Linked DNA regions of Mus musculus: all the other regions are linked to region 2. Evidence: chromatin contacts called from public Hi-C data. All regions are on one chromosome and are shown on one strand. Each heading gives the region's core, a stretch centred on a gene start, on an enhancer-like site or on the middle of the called end of the contact. The rest is flanking DNA. Distances are from core to core; before and after follow the strand shown.

Evidence for each region. A called contact is a pair of places that touch in the nucleus more often than the background predicts.
Region 1: a Hi-C map of the N1E-115 cell line shows a contact between it and region 2, with 10 times the contacts expected there. The contact joins two enhancer-like sites. A contact is called at or near these places in 3 of 39 promoter capture datasets (3T3-L1-derived adipocytes, embryonic stem cells and liver), 2 of 484 Hi-C or Micro-C datasets (the G1E-ER4 cell line and the N1E-115 cell line) and 1 of 9 other capture datasets (pancreatic islet).
Region 3: a Hi-C map of the N1E-115 cell line shows a contact between it and region 2, with 4 times the contacts expected there. The contact joins the promoter of Rasal2 here to the enhancer-like site in region 2. A contact is called at or near these places in 3 of 484 Hi-C or Micro-C datasets (the N1E-115 cell line and embryonic stem cells) and 6 of 115 datasets of contacts at active chromatin or transcription factors (the NIH/3T3 cell line, astrocytes, bone marrow-derived macrophages and 2 more).

The regions. Positions count from the first base shown.
Region 1 is chr1:157,516,182-157,520,786 of GRCm38.p6, forward strand. It overlaps a transcript of Sec16b not described here. Among named protein-coding and RNA genes, the nearest start is that of Gm15486, 6.8 kb to the left of the region's middle. Within about 2 kb of position 2,175, at least 94 of the 459 cell types and tissues checked have an H3K27ac peak or open chromatin away from gene starts, as enhancers often do. A contact at or near this core is called in the N1E-115 cell line and liver, where this site is marked.
Region 2 is chr1:157,083,168-157,087,637 of GRCm38.p6, forward strand. No RefSeq gene overlaps it. Among named protein-coding and RNA genes, the nearest start is that of Gm30568, 3.8 kb to the left of the region's middle. Within about 2 kb of position 3,119, at least 53 of the 459 cell types and tissues checked have an H3K27ac peak or open chromatin away from gene starts, as enhancers often do. A contact at or near this core is called in the N1E-115 cell line and liver, where this site is marked.
Region 3 is chr1:157,411,205-157,415,818 of GRCm38.p6, forward strand. It overlaps Rasal2 (RAS protein activator like 2), which reads right to left and starts at 1,391. Exons shown (of 18, transcript NM_177644.5): 1 at 533-1,391. The coding sequence starts at 734. 2810025M15Rik (RIKEN cDNA 2810025M15 gene) reads left to right here and starts at 1,148. Exons shown (of 3, transcript NR_027984.1): 1 at 1,148-1,921; 2 at 2,540-2,591.

The DNA of each region.
Region 1 (4,605 bases), core at 925-3,424, 430 kb after region 2:
GCTGCCTTCAGACACTCCAGAAGAGGGCATCAGATTTTTTTGTTAAGGATGGTTGTGAGCCACCATGTGGTTGCTGGGATTTGAACTCAGGACCTTTGGAAGAGCAGTCGGCACTCTTAACCACTGAGCCATCTCATCAGCTCCCTGTTGAACATCTTTTAAAGTCTTGCTAGCCATTTGTATTTCTTTTAAAAAAGATCTGTTTACAACTATGGTACATTCTTCAATTATTGTTTTTGTTTGTTTACTTTTTTTTTTTAAGAGTTCTTATTCTGTATATCAGTTCTCTGTTGGATGTACAGCAGGCAAGGACTTCATTCCATTTTGTGAGGGTGCCTCTTTACTTCATAGCTTCTTTTGCTGTATAAAAGTTTTAAAAATTTAAAAATCACTTTAGTGTATGTATGTATGTATGTATGTATGTATGTATGTATGTATGTATGTATATGTGTGTGTGTGTGTGTGTGTGTGTGTGTGTGTGTGTATGTATGTGTGTGTATGTATGTACCACAGTGATTGTGCAGTGGTCAGAGGACAACTTGTGGGAGTCGGTTCCTTACTTCTGCCCTGTGGGTCTGGGGACTGAATTCAGCTCTTTATGCTTTATGGTTTGTACCCTGGCCCACTTGGCCATGTCTCACCGGCTCTGTGCAGAAGCTTTTTAATGTCATGAGGTCTCATCTCCCAATTGTTGGCATCTGTACTCTTTTAGTAACAACTTGTGCTGAACACTTACTACAGTTACTTTCCTAAGTGCTTCTAGCAAGGGGAGTTTAACTTTTTAACAGTTGCTACACACCGGGGATCTACAAATGTCTTGGACTATGTTAGTTACCACTCTCAGACTCATGTGGCCTGTGGCCAACAGCTAGACCACACCTGTTAGACCTTATATTTGTTTTTTAAATTTTTAGTTAAACCTCAAACAGTGCTTTCTCTCACTTATCCTACCACGGTCTTACAAGGGTATCTGGAACAAGATACAGTATCCTTTAAGAAGGCTCCTTTGCCTGGGATGTTAAGTTACTTGTCTCACAGCTAATCCCCAGAAGTGCTGGAATGCAAATCTAATTTCAAGTTCGAAGAGCTCTCCACTGTGATGCCCGACCAAGTATCACCTGTGTGTATGTGGCTTAGCTTGTCACACCTTTATAGAATATAAAATAACCTGGATGAAAGGCAAACATTTATTCCAAACTCACCTTCATACTTAACAGGTACTTATCCGTGTGGTATTTCATTTCAGTCACATAACAGCCCTTTAAGGATTTCATATTCAAGATGAAGGATCTGGAACATTATAACAACTGAGTGATTTTTTTTCGCCCTCTCAAATGTGCATGGCTGAGAAATAACTGAGGAAAAAAAATTAAAGCTTAGTTTCAATTCCCTTTTTTTGAAAGATTTATTTTAATTTATGTGCATACAAACATGTGTGTGTGTGAGTGTATGTGTGAGTGTGTGTGTGTGTGCTTGCACCTACCCTTGTGTGCAGGGGCCCCTGGAGGCCAGAAGAGTAGGCTGGATGTCCTGGAGTTGGAGATGAATGTGAGTGCTCAACGTGGGTGCTAGCAACTAAGTTCTAGTCCTCTTCAAGTGGCTTGACATCCTGCTCCAGTCGCATCAATTTTCAGTTTTCTTTGGAACTTTGATACTCTCCACAAAGATTTAAAGATGGGAAATTTGATGAATAAGGCTGGGGCTGTGTGATTTGGAGAAGGAAAGGCTGCTGAGCTGCATGGTGGGTATCCCCTGTCTTAAAACGACTGAGATGGGATTCTAAGGCGCACGCATGCATGTGTGCATGTGTGTGTGTGTTATCCCTTAGGAAGGACATCTGAGCTTTAGAATATTGGTGTATACTACTATGAGGTCCCTGAGGACCTCCTTTCCTCAGAGAAGAAATACCACGTGTTCCAGGAAAACCAAAACTTTCAGACTCTCCAAACATGGTTAGTGAGTTGGTGCAGTGCAGTGGCTGGGTGCTCCGGGTCTTATATAATACAGAATTTTATCCAGCAGTAGAGAGCTCAGAAAGCTTTAGGTCTGTAAATGAAAGAACTGTATATCAGCAGGGGCCTTGGCTTGAGCTTTCCTGGCACGGTCATGGCTTCACCTGCAGGCCTGGAATCCTTCCAGAGGCTCTTTCCAGCTCATTGGCTCTGAGTGCTTGAATGTCTGCTCTTGTTCAGAATATGTCTCTCAGACTTCCCCACTGCGTGGCGAGGAATGACTCAGTGTGGGGGTGCAGAATATGTGTCTGTTTATCTGTCTCATAGCCAATGTGGAAAATTTTTTTGACATCTCATGCTTGTCTTCAAAAAAAAAAAAATGACTGCAAATTTGAACTTCCCTTCAGAATGTTTGTGCTGATGTTAAATTAAAATTCTATTGAAAATAGCTTATAAAAGAAAGAAAATCATGCTTCATGATCATCCTGTGGCATCCTGCCCTGTTCCTGGAGCAACCAGCCTCCTGTGCGGGAAGCACTGGACCACACTTCTTAAAGTTGTGAATGCTGATGTTCTCACCTTAATCCATTGGCGTTTTCCCCTGTGTAGTCAAGTGATACTGTTTCTCCATTTCCTCTAAGTCCTGGGTCAATGCAGGCACTGCATTGAGTGTCAAGGAGGATTTGTTGATTTCACAGCAGTAATAAATATTCAAGTCTCTTCCTGGTGATGTGTGTAGAATACTTTGTGGGTGCATTTTCTCGTACATCTAGAGAAGTAGCAATTATTAACACCTATGGAGCATTTACTATATTTAAATTATTTGTAAGTTTTAGATATGATTTTTTTTATCTTCATCATAATTCTGTAAGGTAGGGTTCTGTGATCATCTCTGCAGATGAAGAAATGTTATGATATGGATGTTACTAACAGGTTTATATAGTGAACAGATGGTAGAACAGGGTCTCCTGTTCAGACAGTTATTCCAGGACTGAGGTGTGCTTCTCTTCTGAGGCGTTGACAGCCATTGATCTGCAGCAGAGAGAATACCCTGAGAACGCTAAAGACTTTTATTTCCCGTAGCTGCTGTGTGAGTCTTCTTTGCCCCTTGGCACTTGACATGGGGCCTAAAGTCACAGACACAACCCTCTATGGGTGCACTCATCCTGACTCTGAGAGTACCAGTTAAATGGGAGGCCGAGTGGCTGAGAAGTAGGACCCCTCTGCCAGCCCAGGGCTGCCAAGGAAGCTTGGAGTCCTTCTTGAATGATGGGGTGTCTCTTTAGTTATCGGTTGCAGTTCAGGATGCAGGAAGAACAGGTCTGTGGGAGGCCAGACAAATGGCAACAAAAGGAATCCATTGTCAAGATTATCTATAGGGCACTATGGTCTAGTGGCCTATAGATTGTGCCAACTTCTATTTCTAAGCCTTCAGGAAGTCCCAGGGCCGGTACTGGTGACTTAGATTATCTGTGCCAGGCTAATTGACTTTGGCACAGGCACCCCTTTTTTTCTGGCACCCCACATCTCTATAATTGGAACTCTTGGCCAGAGCATACTTCTGTGTCTTTCCTGTTACCCAGCTTCATCCAAAGGAAGGCTGAGGACTTTGTTGATCAATAACTGGTTAAGGCTATAAAGATAGCTGACCTGTAAGATTGGCTTTAGGGGCCCTGCACTCTTTGATTAATTCTTAGTGTCACTAGAAAGAGACACAGTACCCCAGATACTGCTGGGGAAATAAAAAAACACGTAAGGAAACTATCCAGTCTCCCCCACCTGGACTGAGTTTTAAAAATTATTGAAATTTAATGTTTTTCTTTCACTCTTTTTTGGAATGTGTCTTTCAGTTATAGCTAGTGACCCTGGCTTAACAAGACTTTTTTTTAAACAATTTTTTATTAGATATTTTCTTTATTTACATTTCAAATGCTATTTAACAAGACTTATACATAATGTGGGCCCATCTTTGCTCCTTTGTGCCTATGAGACACCATCTACTCACTCTTTGGCCAAATTCCTTCAGTCACAGCCTCAACATTCTTTTACTGTTTTCGAGTTTCTGTCTAAAAGTGTAATCCTATATTTGTTGTGCAAACGGTTGGATGGAATCATGGTGAAGCTATCGCTGCTCTGCATTTGAGATGTTTATAAAGAAAACATAACTGAGCTGGTACTACATGCCAGGCACAGGGTATGGAATAAGCACAGAGAGCCCATGCCCTTATGGAGGCTAAAGCTAGAGCCTCCGTCTAATATTGGGATATTTCCAGTCCGCTTTCTATTTGAAGATGTGTTCCTAGTTGTAGCACACCCCCCCCCCCCGTTATGTTTTCCACCCTGGCCATTTTAAACTTTCTGGTGTCTCTCAAGTCCCTTCCCAGATGCTTATTCGAGAGGCAATTAGTAGAACTAGTCAATCGGCTTCGGGAAGTTTTCCTTCTTGGGTCCCATGTGTATAAACTCACGTGTGGTCTTTGCCTTCTTTATTCCTCTCTCAGAGGAATGTATCTCTTCCCTTAGTGAGGTTCAGACGTGGGGTCCCCTATCCTGGGTTCTACATGTCTGGTCTGAGATTCCTCCCTTCAGCTTCTCTTCAGTGTCTAGGTTCCTCCACTTGACCCAGCACATTCATATATGTCGCCTTGTTCAC
Region 2 (4,470 bases), core at 1,869-4,368:
CAATTCATACACCATTTTAGCTGAATGTAGTGGCACAGTCTTATAACCCTGGCACTCAGGAGCTTCAGCAGGAGAATGGAGAATTTGAGGCCAGCCTGGGTGACATAGACTGTCTCAAAGAAATCAAAACCAATCTTACAGTTTGTGCAAACCTCACCTTGTCCTTGTACATTTCCCACACAGCTCAAGAGTCGAGTGTTGCTTTCAGCTAATAGGAAAGGGCATGTGGACACCCTGCCAGGAGGCTGGGAATTCCTTTACACTTTAATGTGGCCAAAAGCCCTTCCAGTTTGTCTCTCTTCTGGTGTTAAAAGTCAGAGTAGGGCTGGCTTTAGTGCTGAGGCCCCCGAGTGTTCTTGTAGGCCTAGTATGTGTGAATGTGGAACCGGCAAAGATGAGATCACATTTGGTAGACATGGAAGTCCAGGCACTTGAGTGTCTTCTGTGGCGGGAGGTGGGTAGACTCAAGCACATCGCCTCACCAGCTTTTAGTTATCCCTTGCTTACCCGGGATCTTGCTGGAATGCAGACCTGGCTCCTTGGTCTTGGGACCTGAGATGCTGCACACCTAACAAGCTCCCAGGGATGCTGCAGCAAGGCCTCTCCAGGCTCTGTAGGTGGTCAGGCTCTGCGACTGGATGATGTGTGTGTTGATGTTGAATTGCTGAAGTTCAGCATGGCAGTCATGGAGGCTTCCTGGAGGAGGTGGTACTTTAGCTGAGACATGTTGTTGTGTTTGCTTTATGTTATTGTTTTGTAGAAAAAATTCATAGCCACAGAGTTGTGGAGCCACCGCTTAAGCTTAAGACAAATTGAGAGTCAATATACACGGGACAAAGGGCACACTAAATGGTACAATATGCTATTCAGTAGAGTCACGGTTAGGCAAATGTCACCAGCAGCAAATTTCAGAACATTTCTTCACACACACACCAAAAATTTCATATAACCAGTCATCCCAGCTCCTTTCAGCCATCCTGTAAGCTTGAAGATTTGTATAATCTATCTATCTATCCATCCATCCATCTCTGAGAAAGTTTTGATATGTAGCCCTAGCTGTCCTGAAACTCACTTTGTAGACCAGGCTGGCCTCGAACTCCTACCGCCTACCTCTGCTTCTCTAGTGCTGGGATTAAAGGAGCATACCCGTTGTTTTCAGTAAGTGGAGTATCTTCAAGGTTCATGGACACTATGGGATCTTCTATCACTTTCTTCTTATGGTTGAATACCCCTTCATTCTCCTTTGCTCTCCTGTCAGTTGTCTCCGTCTTTCGTGAGAGCTCCCTTGGTCTTGTCCTACCAAGACCTGAGAGGGAACAGCTTTTCTTCTCCCTGGGTAGCCATCAGAGCTTTACAAAGAAGTGGCAAGCAGGTATGTTTGTAGTCGGGACTCTGGGAGGCAAAGGTCAGGCACAGATAGATATGCCTGGCAGCAAGCACATTCTAATGCGGACTCATCACAGAGGGTCGCAGGTGAATCCTGCTTGTGGGTGGAACGTGATGGAGAAGGATCTTGTCTTTGCGATGGTCCGGTCTGATTCTGGTGGTCTTCATGTACTTCCCACCTGAAGACTCTCTAGGAAAGTCCCAGCCCCCATCTCAGCCCACCCCTCAGCACTGAGACAGGACTTTGCAAGCAGGACCTCTGACTCCAGGAGAATGCTGTGTGGGCAGTCGGACTGCCCAGGATTATCTGTTTGCAGCACAAAACGCTGGCCGGGGGGGGGGGGGGGGGGGGGGGGGGGGGTGGGGGTGGGGCGCTCTCAGTGGGGGTCCCCAGAGAGCCAGGCCTGTAAGCTGTCACAGCAAGGCAATTCTTCCCAGCTCAGCGGTTTTCCAGAGTCAGGCCTGATGGCTCATCCTTTTCCTTGGGTTGACCTCTCTCTGGTCTCACCCAAGTGCACACACAGAGCTGCACAGAACCTGCTGACACACCCTTCAAATCTGTTTAGAGAGTTAGCTCTGGGCTGCTCAGAGATCTCCCCAGAAAGCTGTTCTGTCTAAGACAGGGGTTGCTAACCTGTGGGTCGTGACCCCTTGGTAAGGGGAAGGTCAAATGACCCTTTCACATCAGGTCGCCTAAGACCATCAGAAAGCACCGATATTTACATAACGATTCATAACAGTAGCAAAATTACAATCATGAAGTAGCAACATAAATAATGTGGTCGGGATCATTACAACTTGGGGAACTGTATTGAAGGACCACAGCATTAGGAAGGCTGAGAACCAGTGTGCTAAGAGGACAAGAGCCCACTGGCAGGTGCCCCCAACACATCCTCAGCACAAGCAGCCCGGTGCCACTTCCCTTTAGCCCACTGTCTGGGAATTTATCAAGGAGACTAATCAGGCTTTTAACTTGCACATCTTCCTGGTAGGGCTGCAGTGTGGAGCGTCAGGAGCTGAGAAGAGCCCTGGGTGTGCAGGGGTGCAGACAGGGAGGGGTGCTGTGAGAGAAGCCGAGAGTGTGGCTTCTATGCCAGCCAGCCAGCCAGGCTACACGTGCTGAATTTTGGAGTAGATCTGCAGACGTGAGCCCCAAGTTAGGGTCTAGTAGGGCAAATGGGAGGTTGACAAAACTGGACTTTGTCTAGCACTTTATGTATATAAGAGACGAATTAAAATACGATTGCTCTTCCTGTCCCCAACTCTTGTGTATCTTCTTTCTTCCTTTTCTCTCCACACTTTCTCTTCTCCACCGTTCCATATAACCTTTATTTGATTCTAGAAGTTAAAATAAAAAATAGTGCTCTTTTCTCCCCCATTTAAATATTTAAAAGGTTTTAAGAGGTCAGCCTTAGCACCTAGCCACAGTAACCCGATTTTCTGAGGACATGCTCTGTAGCCCTGGGCCTGGCTCACACACTCACTCAGCCAACGCTGGTGAAGTGTACGAAAGGTTGGATGACAATCTCTTTACTGTAGATTCATGTACTGGCTTTGTCTGGGACTAATCTCTCTGAGAATGAACACTAGTAAACACACGAGTCTGTATCATCAGGCGCCCGGAGATCCACAAAATCCCAAGGTGGTACCCAGGGTCTAGACTCCTAGTTTGTCTAGTCCCCGTTGCATCCTGGCTGCTTTGGCTTCTGGGAAGTTCAGTGGGCAGAGACTAATGGGGCTGTGGCGCCCTCTGCTGGCGCGTTTTCATGACTGCTCTCCCCACCCCTCTTCCCTTCCCGCCTGGGAATACAAGGTCTTTGTTTTGTATTGGATTTAGGAAAAGGTTCCGGTCTCACTCTAAGCCCTTTTCTCTGTCAAGGTCAAATCTGAGAGTGTTTTATGCTAATAAAACTGAGCGCCAGAGGGAGCGTCTAGGTACCAATAACCCCAATGAAAGGAGGGTCGACAGCCTCTCCGGTCTGTCCGGGGTGGGGGTGGGGGTGGGGCCTCAAATAGAAACGACTTCTACTCCAGGTCTGCTCTGTCGTCCCTTAAGAAAAGCAAGAGATGTTTCTCCCCGCTAGAAGAAACAACTCCGAGACGGTTCTTGCACAGAAGCAGGGCTGCACTTTCACTAACACATCACTTCGGTTCTCCCCTGAGGCTTGAGGAACAGCTGGACAGAAAGCCAAAGGATTCTGTCAGGGCTAAGCCTCCCCTCCCCCGGGAGCAGGTATTAGATTGTCCTGAAGGGCACTGGGCACAGCGGCTAAGCCGGAGACCCCATCCACACAGCAGACTTGAACTTTGGAGCCACCAAGCAGGGCTTCTTAGAGTGTATGTCCAGGGCAGGTTCCCACTCTGTAGGTCAGAGCCAGCGAAGTGCCTTTCTGACAAGTGCTCAGACAGCGATGATGCCAGCAGTCCTAGGCTTCCCTGTGAGAAGCAAGTGCAAAGAGGAAACTGCCAACCAATGCGAGCCCTGTTCAAATCCCAGCTCAGCCGCCTGCGACATGACCTTGGAAGGAATTACTTTCACCCGTCTCTTGGCTTGTTTTGTTCTGTATAAAGTGGTACAACCCTTTGAATGACTTCACAGAATGCGAAAAGATTCCATGTTTTTTTTTTTAAATAATAAAATGAAGCAATGCCAGTTGTCACGTGTACTCAGCCTGTCTGCCTGCCACACTATTGATACATTGTGTTTGCCTTCCCACCTGGTAACTGTCATGGTCACCCAAGTCTAGGGGAGACAAGAGCAACTTTGCTGTTAAATAACTTGCCCTCTAGAGAAGACAGACCCGAGTCACAGAGGCTGTGCTATCTGCAGAGCTGGTGACAAGTCTGCTTCCAGGGCTAGGCAGACCAAGGAAGGCAAGGAATGCTGGGAGTGAGAACTAGTATTTACATACAATAAATAAGGCAATTTCCAGTGAGGGGGCCGTGGGGACAGCGGAGGAGCAAGAAGAGCCCTGAAACAAGAGTGGACATAATACATTTGAAGAAATGCTAAGAGAACAGTGTGGCTAGATCCAGAGAGTGAGGCGACAGTAACACGGGGCTGGGAGTGGTGAAGATGGAGAC
Region 3 (4,614 bases), core at 141-2,640, 330 kb after region 2:
ACTGCTACCAAACACTTGAACTGGGGCTGGTGCAAGGGCTACGGCTAGGGCTGGGTGTCTCTCCCATCTCTGCCCCCCACCCACAACCCCTCGATTTTGTTTTGTTTTGTTTTTCATTCATTAGCTCATCTTCTACTAAGCTTTTTCATATCTTTCTCTCAACACTTGCTTCACACAACAGGAAGGAAATGAAATCCCATTCACTTGGTTTTGTGCCTTGTTCCATTCTACCTTCCTGAGGACTCAGCAGCAAGTGCCTTTAATTAATCACCTAAGAATTACGTCCAGATAGCTCAACTCTATAAACTTACTGTGGATATCTAAAGAGGTCCAAAGGAGCCTACTGAGTCACATAACCAGGCGCTATATATTGGATAAACTTGTCAAAAAGCATTTTCTGCAACAACAACAACAACAACCAAAAAAAGATGTGGACAGCTGACCTAGGATAGATGGGGGACTAAGAATGCATCGGAGCCCAAGGAAAGATGAGAAACGCCAGCCTCTGAGGCAGACGACTTGTGATCCTTACCGAACACCCGGACCCAGCTCTGCTGCTGGCACACTGACTCCAGAAGGATCCGATCCAGCATGCCACCGGCCACTGCTCCGCTGACTGGGACGACCGCGTCCAGATCCTCCGGGGGCAGCGGCGAGTCGGACTCCAGCCCCGTGAACATCTCCGGCCACGACAGCGCCTCCGCGGCTCCTCCGGACGACGGAGACAGCTCCATGGTGTCCCAGAGGGAGCAGGCGGCGGCGGCGGGGCGGGCTTCCCGGCTGCGGGAAAGGGACGACGGCGCGGCCACCAGCACCCGAACGGCTGCGGGCGCGGACACCGCTCACCTCCTTCCCCGCCGCCCACCGCCCGAAGGCCGGGCGCCGCAGCCCACCTGCAAGCGGAGGGTGGGACCCGGGCCGGGAGGCGGGTCCAGCGTGGTCCGGAGCGGAGGCGGGTCCCGGCTCAGGTGCGGGTCCGGAGCGGACGCGGAGCACCCGGGAGCGCGGGCTCACCTCCCGCCCCCACGCAGCCCTGCTCAACCCCCGCGGGCGCGTTCGCGGGCCGCCCGGGCTTGGGCTGAGGATGGAGCTCGGCCAGGCAGGGCTGGGCTCGGGGGCGTCGCCGCCAGGGGCCGCCCCCTCTGACCGGCTCCCGCCGCCGTCGCCTCGGGGGCTCAAAGCGCCGGCTCCCTCAGCCTGAGGGGCGCGCCCCGGCCCAGCTTCTGTCCGCCTGGCGTCGGCTTGCTCCCGCGGAACGCGCAGGCCGGCCCGCTAACTCTCAGGCCGCCGCTCCGGCCGCTGCTTGGGCTCCTCCGGCTCGCGCTCCTCTGAGAAACCCACAAGCCCGGCAGCCGCGGCGCTGGCGGCGGCGGCAGGCGGCATCCCAGGGTGATAGGCCGAAGCAATCGAGTGCCGAGCTCACGGCCGCGTGTGCAATCCAGTAACCGAGCGGAGGAGGAACTGCCGCCGAAGACAGCAAAAATCGGGCACCGAAATACTCAGCGGGCCAGGCCCGCCTACTTTCCTAAGACTATCCTGCTCCGACCGCCTCTCGGTGCGGGGATCCTCGAGCTGCTGGTGGAAGCAGAGACGGTGTTGGGGAGGCGGAGAGAAAACGGGGTGCGGGAAATTTAAAAAGATGGGAAAGGCGCTTCCCTTTTATCTTAGCCCCTATCCTGTTGATTTCTGGACCAATGCTTCTTTCTCGGACGAAGAACATGAAGACGCTGCTTTATCTAACAGTCACCTCGGAAGAAACGCCATGGTTCCTCCACAAGGGAGATCTGGCCCCGCGTCTTGGATCCTGAGATCTGTGCGAGATCCCGGCTTTGCGCCCTGTCCGCCCTGGAGCTGGATTTATCATCAGTTTAGAATAGCATGGCTACGATGTGTGGTGCGGATGGATGGACGAGCCCCGCAAGTACATGAAATGCCCCAAAGCCCCAGCATTAACCAAACAAGCTTCTCTTTTTTGCCTTTGATCTTTGCAATCTGTTGGCTTCTCTTCTAACAGTGTCACTTGGGTTTTATTTTTGGTCTATGTGTAAACTGTCTTCCTCCTTAACATTGGCTTCGTTTTGTGCCCACCCAAAGCGGGATTCACCAATCCAGATTTCAGAGATTTTAGGCATAAGTAAATAAATAAATAAATAAATAAATAAATAATAGTAATAATAATAATTTCGGGTAGAAATTTACCAATTTAAATTATGTTGACAAATCAGGTTTTTCAACAATTTATGAACATGGCTACTTCAAACCAATCAGGAATTTTTCATAATTAGATGATGCTAAAAAATATTTGGGGGAGGGTTTTTGTTGTGTCCCAGCCCACCCCAGCCCTCATTTCTCTCTACTTTGACCTTCTATAAGAGGTCAATCTAATTTTCTAGGTTTTAGGAATTCTCATGTGTTTTTGTGTTTTATGGGAGTTATAGCATGCATTTTATAATTTTCTCCCAAATTTTACATAGAGTAATAGCATGTTAAAACAAGAAGTGACTTTAAAGATCCTCTCACCCTTCCTCTTGTTTAACAGGTGCAGACAGGACAGTCCACATCACCTGCCAAAGCAGCCAGCAATGCAACAGGTACGTCTTACAAGCTCTCAGTGATACTGATTTCTTCAACTCTGATCCTTCAAGAACTCTGTGATTAGATTTGTTAATCTGGTGCTTAGCAATGAAGTAGAGTAATCCCTCCCGGTATATAGAAGCCCACTTGCTTGCTATCTGACTACAGTCAGCTCTCCAATTTTAATAAATGAGAGATAAGGAAGCTAGAAGTTACAGGACCCAGCCCTAAACAAATCTAGTGTTTTCTTTCTCCCTTCTTTCCTTCCTTCCTTCCTTCCTTCCTTCCTTCCTTCCTTCCTTCCTTCCTTCCTTCCTTCCGTTTAGTTTCAAGACAGGGTTCCTCTGTGTACCAGCCCTGGCTGCCCTGGAACATGCTTTGTAGGCCAGGCTGGCTCTGAACTCAAAGAAATAGGCCTGCCTCTGCCTCCCGAGTGCTGGGATTAAAGGTGTTGGCCACCATACCCAACTCAACTCCAATTTGTAAAGATCTCTGAAGGGACATTGTCCTTTTGCAGTAGAGGGAGGGAAGGAGAGAGAGAGAAAACCCTTGGCATAGGATTTCCATTTGTATTGAATTATTGTTGATGTCTCAAAGAGTAAGTGAATATGGACACCAGCCGTACAAATCAAAGTATCTACTCATATGTATGGATGTATTTACCCAAGCTGTTATCCCCAAAGCAGCATTAGGAGTGGTATATAAAATGAAGGGAAAAAGGTTTTCCAAAAATTGATCTAAGTGCCATCATGTCTCTTAAGGGAAAGGCTCTGTCAAACTCCCTCTTATCCTGCTTCCTTAGTAACCTCTGTTTCCATCCAGACCACTAAAACTAGTCACTACTTCACTTTGGCATCCTGAGCTCGTACTAGTTGCACACCATCATCCAGTCACCCAAGTAACATACATCTGGAATGCATCTAATGTCTCTAGGTCTAAAGGAAAATACTTTCACGACATGGAGGGTAAATAATTCTGTAATAGAAACAGAATTTTAAAAACAGTCTTTTAGCCAATGGAAAAATAATGAAGCACAGAGTACTAATAAATCATCTTTCTGAAGATAACTGAATTAAAACTCTAGCCTTCTGCAGGAAAGGATGGCACTGCCTATAATCCCTCCTGGGAGGTAGAAGCAGGAGTATCAGGAGTCCAGGTCACTCTTGGGTACATAGAGATTTGGAGACCAGCCTGGCTACTTGAGTCTCTGAATAAAAACAAACAAGAAACCATTAGTAGCCTAATTTGAGGGGAGGGAGCAAGATAGGGTTTCTCTGTATAGTTTTGGCTGTCTTGGAACTCACTCCATAGACCATTCTGGCTTTTGGCTCACAGAAGAGATCCACCTGCCTCTGCCTCCAGAGTTCTGGGATTAATGGCATGTGCCACTACTGCCCTGCTTAGTTTATTAATAAATCTGCATTCTTAAGGATTTTTGGGTTTGCAGCAGGTAGAGTTGTTCTGATATTTGTGAGGAAAGGTCATTTTTTTTTCCTGAAAGTGATTATCATTAAGAAAAATAACATAGAAAAACAAAAAGTAATAAACCAATTTGTATTGCTCAAGGTAGTTAATGCCACTTGCATTTGTACCTGTGGTATCTCTGCAGTATATTTCTGGATTTTAAAGTGAAAACAGACTTTTGTATGCTATAAATCCTAGTTCGCGAACAGACTATGAAAGAGTTGAAGATTCATTTCCACCTGCTTTGTCCTTCTGCTTTGGAGCTTTAAGATGCTCAGCACATCTGTGAAGTGGATAATCACTGGTCCTCTTGTTCCCCAAAATCAAACCCAACAACTAGGACAAGTGGGAACTGAGATTAGGAACCTGTGGAAAGATGTGAGGAGTGACAGGAGGAGTTTCCCAGATGATGGCCTAAAAAGCAAAATCCAGGAACAGTCTGAGCTTTCTAAAAGATAAAAGAGGTCACTGCTTGTGAGCCTGTATCACTAATCTTAAATGGAGATGAGGGTTTTGAGTCTTGGCTGTTACAACCTAACAGGTTTGTTTGTCTTCCCTCTTTCCTCTGTCTGAAAC